2 separate regions of the Anas platyrhynchos genome follow, and region 2 is linked to region 1. A link is a contact called in public Hi-C data. All regions are on one chromosome and are shown on one strand. Each heading gives the region's core, a stretch centred on a gene start, on an enhancer-like site or on the middle of the called end of the contact. The rest is flanking DNA. Distances are from core to core; before and after follow the strand shown. Region 1 holds the start of ELOVL6 (ELOVL fatty acid elongase 6). Region 2 overlaps LOC119716871 (a long non-coding RNA gene).

The links. A called contact is a pair of places that touch in the nucleus more often than the background predicts.
Region 2: a Hi-C map of small yellow follicle shows a contact between it and region 1, with 5 times the contacts expected there. The contact joins the enhancer-like site here to the promoter of ELOVL6 in region 1. A contact is called at or near these places in 4 of 8 Hi-C or Micro-C datasets (F5 follicle, liver, skeletal muscle and 1 more).

The regions. Positions count from the first base shown.
Region 1 is chr4:7,368,727-7,373,330 of IASCAAS_PekinDuck_T2T, reverse strand. ELOVL6 (ELOVL fatty acid elongase 6) reads right to left here and starts at 1,889. Exons shown (of 4, transcript XM_038178820.2): 1 at 1,582-1,889. The coding sequence starts at 1,670.
Region 2 is chr4:7,430,034-7,434,637 of IASCAAS_PekinDuck_T2T, reverse strand. LOC119716871 (a long non-coding RNA gene) reads left to right here. Exons shown (of 5, transcript XR_011808805.1): 5 at 1-4,030. It overlaps ELOVL6 (ELOVL fatty acid elongase 6), which reads right to left. Exons shown (of 4, transcript XM_038178820.2): 4 at 3,801-4,604. Among named protein-coding and RNA genes, the nearest start is that of ELOVL6, 61 kb to the right of the region's middle. Within about 2 kb of position 1,992, at least 4 of the 8 cell types and tissues checked have an H3K27ac peak or open chromatin away from gene starts, as enhancers often do. A contact at or near this core is called in F5 follicle and small yellow follicle, where this site is marked.

The sequences.
Region 1 (4,604 bases), core at 640-3,139:
TTGCAAGGCCCTCAGCCACTGCGTGTTACCTGTTAGTTTTCCCCTATAATATCAGCTGCTGGAACAGGACCTGTTCCACTGAGAGAGTAAGTTTCCTGAGGATAAAAACGCACAGTTTAACTTGAAACTCGGAAGAAGCTTCACCTGCATTTTCAGGAAAAGCGTGCTGTGACAGCACAGCACCACATCACTTGCAGACACGCTTCTGGGCCACAGGCAGGCTGCTCTTCTCTACTTTCAGGCGAATGAAACACACCGATTCACTGGTTCCCTTACAGAAGGCAAAACCAGACTGCAAAGCGTGCGTGCACAGAGCGCCGTGCCCCTTCAGCTGTGCAGCAGAGGCGCAAAGCTGATGGTCTCCTGCTTTGAACCCGGAAAGTGGGAGCCTCGCGCTGCTGGAGTCCCCGCTGGCTAACCTCTGCAGCACACGAGACAGCGAGGGAGGCTCTCATCGCCCTGCTGAGCATTGAGGCAGTGCTCCACGGCCTCCAGGCCCTCCACAAACGCTCCCTAAGTCGTCGTTTCAGCACGACTACCCCCACGGTCTCTCCCAGCCGGGGAAACTGAGGCCCAGGAGAGGTTATGTAATTTCCTCAAGGTCACATAACGAGGTGCAGGAGAGCCCGGCGATGACACGGGGAGTCCTGGATCCTAGTCGTGTTCTTTAACCTAAACTGCACCTCCCGTGGGTTGTTACCCAGCTAATACACGCTCAGATCTCCCCCCCTCCATCCTCTTGTACCCGTTTGCCCTATTCCCACACCAGTTTGCTCCCGGAACATGGGCAAACCGGGCAGCATCCAGCACTCCCAGCCCGTGCACACCTACGTGCCCTCATCCCTCCCGAAACATCCACGGGTCCCCCTCACCACGTACCGAGCTCAAACAGAGCGTTTGGTGCCCATTCCCTTTAGCCTACCCCCAAAAAATCCAAACCACCCTCGTGAAATAAGGACGGGATGCTCTCAGGTCCCCTCCTGGGACCCTCGGGGGACGTGGGCACTCTGTGGGGTGCCAGGTCCCCGGTGCTGGGGGGTGAGAGCGGGACAGGGCTGCGTCCATCTGCAAGCATCCGTCGGGGAAAGTTGATGAGGAGAGGGGATGGAGAGGAGGAGGAGGAGGAGGTGGAGGAGAGGGGATGAAGAGGAGGGGGAGAGGGGATGGAGAGGAGGAGGAGGAGGAGAGGGGATGGAGAGGAGATGAAGAAGAGGAGGAGGAGAAGAGGGGATGAAGAGGAAGAGGTGGAGGAGGAGAAGGAGGAGGAGGAGGAGGAGAGGGGATGAAGAGGAGGAGGAGGAGGCGTAGAGAGGATGGAGAGAGGATGAAGAAGAGGAGGAGGAGGAGGAGATGGGATGGAGAGGAGGAGGAGGAGGAGGTGGAGAAGGAGAGGGGATGAAGAGGAGGGGGAGAGGGGATGGAGAGGGGGGTGAGGGGGGCTGATGGAGGATGAAGGCGAGGAGGAGGAGGCAGGGGGCGGCGGGCACCGCGCCCGCGCGTTCCCGGCGGGGTCGGGGCAGGTGAAGCGGCGGCGGCGGGGCCGCGCACGGCGCCGCGGGGCCGCGCCCGCTGCCCACTCACCAGTTCTCCTGCATCCACTGGATGGCCTCATGCTCGTTGAACTGCTTCTCGAATTCGTATTCCTGCAAAGTCAACGCGGACATGTTCATTGGCCCGGTGGCTGCGCAGCCGCTCCCCGCGCCCGAATGCTGCCTCCGCCTCGAGAGCCGGGCCCCCGCCGGGGAGCCCCCGCCTCTGGCTCTGGCCCGCCCCGCCTCAGCGGTACCCCGGCTTTGGCATGGCACGGCTCGGCTCGGCTCGGCTCGGCTCGGCTCGGCTCGGCTCGGCTCGGCTCCGCGCCTCTCCGCCCGGGCCCGCCGGTCTCCTCCTCTTCTGCAGCCGCCGCGCAGCGCCCGGGGGCGGCGCGGTCTTAGTGCCCGCCCGCCGCCACCACAGACACCACCCAGCCCCAGCCCTCTCTTCCCCGCCGGCACCCCCCGAAAACCCCTCGCCCTAATAGCCGAGATACCCCCCTCACCCCTTACCCAAACAGACAGACACCCCCCTCGCCCCCCCCACCCTAAAATCAAACAGCGCGGGATGAGGTGAAGCCGCACCTGCCCCCCCACACACACACCTCAACCAACCCCCCAAATAGTAAAAAAGCTCCCCAAAATAAAACCCAGCCCCCTGCCCTTCTGGTGTCCCCGTTCAGCATGCACCTGCTCTGCAAGGGAAGGGGGTGTCCCTGAGGTGGGCGACGTGCTGCGCGCCCCCAGCCCTGCTTTTGGGTGCCACAGGGTCAATGGGGCCTGTGGAGCCTGGACCCTCGCCTCAGGGAGACCCTAAGTGCAGAGCAATCCCGCTCCGCCCCTCAGAGGGCACAAAATGTGTTTATACATCCTTAATTTTCCTCATAGGTCACGCAACGTGTCCTTAATTTTGTCTTTCCTGCCTCATCTGCCACACACTGGTGTCTCCAGCTGAGCTCCTCAACCACCCTGGCTAAAACAGTCCCCACTGGGACCCCACTGGGACCCCACTGGGACAAAAAAAAAGGAGATGGAGCCCCCAGGTCGTGGGATATCAACAGCTAACCAGTTTGATGTTCAAGATGTTTGCATCTTGACTATCATGGTTGTCAGTCATGTTTTTCGACATTTTTTTTTTCCCCCTGACAATTAGAACTCTTCTTTCCTCATGTGGGCTGCGTTTATCGCATCATCATCTGACTTGGGTTTTAAACAAAACACACGGCTCACACTGAAACAGCAAGGCGGTGCTAAATTATTATTTATTACTACTGCACCCAGAGGCCCTTGACGAACCAAGGTCCAGCAGTCCTGTCCTCAAAGAGATTTCTGTCTGTAGAGACATGACGAAGCGGGAATTCATGTTTTCCAGACAGAGAAGGGAAGCTCAGAGAGGTGGAGGAGCTTTCAGGACAGCTTCACATCAGCTTTCCACAGCCACCGAACTGGCTGTTGGAGCAGGGTTTGGGTAAAGCTGCCTTCATTGGCGCTCCTGCTCCAAACGACCTTCCCCTAAAGGAGCACAGTGGTCTTCCAGATGTCCACCAGCAGGCAGCTTCGGTGGACGGGGAGGGAAGAAGGAGAGAGACATCTCCAGGGCGGCCATGGACAACATTTTGTGGATGTTTGGAAGCACAGGATGAAGTGCTCCTCCAGCTGCAATGCTCAGGCTCTGAGACATGGGAGTGCTCCTTGCCGTCACGGTGGAGGAGAAATGCCACCTCCAGCTGAACAGTGGGGTGGCAGCGCCCTCATCACGGCGTGTGCCTGTGCTTACTCCAAGGGCGGGCGCCACGAAAGGCTGCAGGTGATATTACTCATGCGTCTGAATCATATCTTTAATAGAGATATGTGGAGACGTTCATTTGCGATACAACAAATGCTGGTGTACATTAACTCTTTTCTCAGGAATCATGGAGTCACAGAGTGCTTTGGGTTGGAGGGGACCTTTCGCATCATCTAGTTGCAACCCCCTGTCGTGGGCAGGAGCACCTTACATCAGACCAGGCTTTCTGGGCTGCAAGCACACGTAGTTAAGCTTCTTGTCAAGCAACACCCCCAAGTCTTTCTCAGAACTGCTCTCAAACTGTGCCCAGCCTGTACTTGTGCTTGGGATTGCTCCAGCCCAGATGCAGGGCCTTGCCGTTGGCCTTGTTGAACCTCAAGAAGTTCGCACAGGCCCACCTCGAGCCTGCCCAGGTCTCTCTGGCTGCCATCCCTTCCCTCCAGCATGTTGACTTCACCACACAGCTTGGCGTCATTGGCCAACTTGTTGAGGGTGCACTTGATCCCACTGCCCATGTCACCAACAAAGATGTTAAACACCACCAGTCCCAAAAACGACCTCTGAGGAACACCACTCATCGCCAGTCTCCACTTGGACACTGAGCCATTAACCTCAAAAATTTGAGTGTAACTCTTTGGTTTCCATGTGCCTTAGCATAGTTTCCAGGAGGAAACTCCATCATCTTGCCAGGCACAGAGGTGAGACTGATGGGCCTGTAGCTCCCCAGGTCTTCCTTTTTTTTTTTTTTTTTCCCTCTTTAAAAACAGGGGTTATGCTTCCCCCTCTTCCAGTCAGTGGGAACTTCACCAGACTGCCACAACTTCTTAAATATGCACTCAGGACCCATGGAGTCATCTCATCAGGTCCCATGGACTTGTGCACCTGCAGGTTCCTTAGGTGGAGTGACCCTTAAACAAGTAAATCTGGACCCCAGCTTTGAGCAAATATTTGGGTATTATGTAAACTTATTCCTATGAGCAGCAAAATACGTTTCTTTTGTCTAAAAGATGGAGTTGTTACAGCAAATCCACTCCCTTTCTTTTAGCAAGCTTAAACTCACATTTTATAATCAGGCAGGCAATCTTGATGAATAGATCCAAAGGATGTAATACACCCTCCTGATTTCTTGCAAAACCTTTTCCAATAATTCTTGAGTCAACCCTATTTATTAGTTGTTTTTTGTTGTTGTTTTTGTTTACTTTGTGAGACAGCAACAGTGCCATGCTTCTACTTTTTGCCCAAAATAAACCCCCATACATGTCCTTTCAGTTGTTTACAAGGAAAAT
Region 2 (4,604 bases), core at 743-3,242, 61 kb before region 1:
TCTGAACTGGCAACACCACGCTCTGCAATTTCCCTCTTCCCAGAGGCTCCACATGGCTTTGTCCAGGTAGGATGCGGGGAACCTGAGTGCAGGTTCTGTTTCTTACGGGAGATGCAGAGATTGGGATTTCCTAAGTGTAAGTGTAAATAACCAGGACATCCAAGCACTGCCTGCGCTACACTCAGTTCATACAGATTCACACACAAAAACACAAAGAAAAGGCAGATAATGCTTCTGCTTGGCATGGGAAAATATGAACTGGGCAGAGGTTTGCTGGGAAGCGACAGGCAGCGTAGCCACGGTGTGGTCCCATTGCCAGGGAACGGCTCCTCTTCCTCGGCAGCTGGGCCTGATGGCAGCACGGAGATCTGGATGGGTGTTACAGATCAATAAAACACAGAGAGGTATTTTGTTTTGAACCAAAAGTTAAAATTTTATTTGGAATATCAATATACCAAAAAAAATAAAAATAAAAACTTCCTTTTATGTAGTGAAATAGCCATTTGAAAATGGTAAAATAAAGATATTTCTCATACTATTCTCTCCCAGCTATTGTACATGTATTTTTATTTTTTTTTTTTGTATTTTTTTTTATTATTATTTTTTTATTTTCTGAACAGAAATCTAGCTTGAGCTTTAAGGCTCCTTAAAGCCTAAAGCATGTAGTGGCTCTTTTGAGAAAGCAGATAAGTCAATCAAAGCTGTGTTTCTTCAGCAGACAGGCCTGTTTGAAGCTCTCCAGAGCTGGACAGATGTGAGACTTCTCAGGAAGCTGCTGTTTCAGGGGAATATTATTTTTTTACCCATTGGGAAATGCTCTCTAATCCCACTTCATGCAGCATTTTATCAAGCTTTATGATGCACTGGGGAGGCCCCTGGTCCCCCTTCGCTGTAGTGCTCTTGTGCAGAGCTGATCCTATTTGTGTTTAACTTAAGAAATCATATTCTACTCTGCGGTGGTTGCTCTGCTAGAAAATAAACTCCGCAAGAAGGCACTGATCCTGCCCTTGCCCCCGTAAGCAAAAGGTTTCTGTGCCCGCGTGTGGCTGCACTGACCGCAGTGGAGCGTTTGTGGCAGCAGGACAGGGAGTTGTCCTTTAGCTTGCTTTTAATAAAATAAACGGAATGGAAAATGCATGGAAGTAAAAGCGTGGAAACACACCAACAATGAGTTGTAATTCTTCTCTTTTAGAGGACTCACAGATGCGAGGCTGGAAAATATGACTAAGGACTGACATCGGGGCCTGAGTGATGCCCCGAGTGATACATGGCACCATCAGCCAAACTCAGGGGGCTTTAGGTCTGGCATCGCCCCGCCACTGGGCTGTGATGGGCCAAAGCAGAGCTTGCTGAAAGCAGTGGGCACCTCACCAACCACCTCATTTTCAGGGGGTATTCGGCCAGGTCCTGAGCTAGCGAGGTAGGGTCTGCAGTCTGCTGAGCTTCCTCCCTTGACCATTTTTGTAACTCGGAGCGTATCTGCGTGTATGAGTTGTATATAAATGCTTCTGTTACTCGTTGAGGCACAGCACAGTGCCAATACTGCAGATACGACTGCGCTGATGTGCTACATCTGGCACGTGCCCACGAGGCGGCTGTGTCACAGGCACAGTAACTGCTGCCTTATACTGCCTGATACCCCAAAGCCTGGTATCGATCCCCAAGGTGTAATTCCCAGGCTTTTCGGGTATCACTGCCTGATACCCCAAAGCCTGGTATCAATCCCCGAGGTGCCATTCTCCCCGACTTTTCCTTAAGGGAAAGAAAACCGACACCCGCTCAGGCCTCTGCTCCCCCGAACCAGCCACAGCTTTCGGCTCAGGGGCAAGGTCTTGCCCCCCTCTGCCTCCAGCCTTCTGCAGGCTCACGCCCTTATCTGGTGAGTAGACTTTTATTTGTTTCCTGTGAAGTCTGGTGAGAGATGTCTTGGGGAAGCAGCCACTCTGGTGTTATCAGTGACCCCAGACGCACACCACTTGCGGCCCTGAGTCAAGGTCTGTCAGCGGGAGAGCTTTCCTCCTCATCACGGGCACAGCTTGAGGAGGCTTCCCAACTACCCAGCCTCGTGTTGTTTCCCTAACTAGCTGAAAATATTTTCCTTTCAATGTTCACTGCACAGAAGCAGTGCTCGGGAAGAACCAAATATTGCTCGCAACTGCCTAAGCACAGGCCTGTACCCACGGCACTGTTTTTCTTTCGGTACACTGGATCAATGTGTCAGAACACAAAACACAGACCCTGGCCCTGGCAGACTGACCTTATTGTCGGTGTAATTTTCCTGACTTCAGGAAAGGACCATTTGTGCTCCTTGCCACAGGCCCTGTAATTTTTGGTATGCCGTGTGAAGTTTGCATTCCCCAAGGTGTGTGTGAATGCAGCACAACTGCAGCTTTGCTCATTAGGGAAAATAAGAATCCTGCCAGGGGACAGAGAAGTGTGACTGTGTGACCCCCAAGGCTCCAGCCAGGGGAAGTGAGGAGGACCCAATTAGCCGTGTTTAGGTTGGATCAGCTGGAATATTACGGAGGTGTCACTGCCTGAGGGTTGTCTGCCTGGCTGTTCAGGTACATGTGAGGGGGTTGCATGTGATGCCTAAATATCATGCGTGCACTTTGCTAGGAAAAAAAAAAAAAGAAACCAGTTTGTGTTGGCTTTGGTCTTATCCTCAACTTCCATAATGCCAGTTCCCACATCTGACTCCAGAAAACACTGGAGGGAGATCCCTACGGTGTGGGACAGCAAGGGCAGAGCTGTGGGTGCTGGGACGCCAGCTCCTGAAGCAAGTGGTGGCATGACACCCAATGTCTAGGGTGATGGGAGGTGAACCCTCATTTGTCCCCTACCTGTCTGATCTTGCTGCCCCTTCCCTGTATGTGTGCTCGCCTGCAGACTTGTCCTCCCCTTGGACTCCCACTGAATTCATCTTCATCTTCCCCTGCACATCTGGAGCACATCTGTACTGTGTCTGGAGGGGGCCTGGTGGGTCGGTCCCTGCACTGCAGCCGCTGCCCAGGCAGCAAAGAAGGGACACGGCCCTTGGCATGGCTGGGGACACCTCCAAGCCCCCCAAAGGCTCGCAGGGAGGCGGGCAGGTCGGGAGCAAACAGTACAGAGGTACCCACGAGGGCTTTTGGAGAATGGGCTAACGGGGGGTGAAACGCCTGCTCCGCTGGAGTCAGTGTCATTGCCAGTGTTGCCATCAGGGACGCACAGAATGCTTTTTGTCTGCTTGTTTGGTTGTTTCGTTTGTTTGTTTTCTTATGCAATTAAGGAAAAGGCTGTATGAAACACGGTGGGTTGATTGTGCACTCATTAGCAACCCACCCTGTTTTCTGCCTGCTCAGCTTTGGCTGCAGCTCTTTACCTAGCTAGGAGTTGCTTCATACTTGTAAAGTTTATTTGTTGTTTTTTTTTTTAAGCTGTTCACTGCAAGCCTCCAGTTACCAGGGGATGTGTGCAGCTCCGTGCATGGCACAATGGGGCCTCTACCAACACTTCCCATCTAAAGGTAGGTGACTCGAATTTTGCCTTTTCCCACTGTTACTCAGTCTTCATAACCCGCTTCTTAGCCAGGGCAAAATTAAGCGTGAGGAAAAAGGCTCATTCAGCATTATAATTATCTACTCCCAAGCTGTAAAACAAAATGGTTTACACATTTAATTGGCGTTGTCTAATATTTCCATGTATACAGTAGTCCTATTAATGAATATCATAGCTTCATTACGGAATATCACATTTTGCTATTTGCTGTGTACCATAAAAATAACGTCAGCACATCAATAACTTAAATAACACAAATGTAAACTTATTTTCTGCTTGTTGTAATTATGATTTCAGCCTACGGAGGCTTGTTGATTTGTAAGACCATTCACATAACATGGAATGTAACTTTATTTGTTTTTCTTTTGTATATAATGAGACACCAAAAGCCCTTGTCATCTCTTAACAAGATACTAAAGCAGCTCTGTTTCATGAATGACAGCACAATTAAAGCTAAAAATCATAATTAAAAAAAAAAAAAAAAAAGAAACCCTTTGCACTGTACAATCTCAAATTAAAGCAAGGAAATTAATGACAATCTTTTGCATTAGCCAGGAAACGTGATTCTCTGCCACTGGGCTTTTTTTCTTGTTGACAATTCACAGGATGTGTATATGGGTGTAGTTATAGGTGTGTATATCCTACGCAGAACAGCAGTCCCTATTTTGTTGATCTAGTTCTTCTAATTGTTTAGTTAAGCTACCTAACTGATACAATTTAGAGTACTACATTAACACATTTAACATCAAGTTTACATACTTGCGTCTTTGAAATACTAGGAACTTTTACACGTTTTATTTGGCTTCGTAAGGACTGGAATATCACAGATAATGCAATCTACTCGTCTTTGAGAGAATATGGCTGTTATCAACTAGCTCTCTAAGGTTCAGAGTGAAATACGTTTCCTTATTTCTGTAGCTGACTTCAGAGAAGAAACGTGTCTTCTTAAGTGGTCAGTCTGATGTTACAGCCTCTGCAGAGAGAGAGATGCACGTTTAGTGAAGGACGATTCCCTCTGGACATTAGAGCTAAGCCGTTGCAGCAAAATCACTCCATTCAGCCTG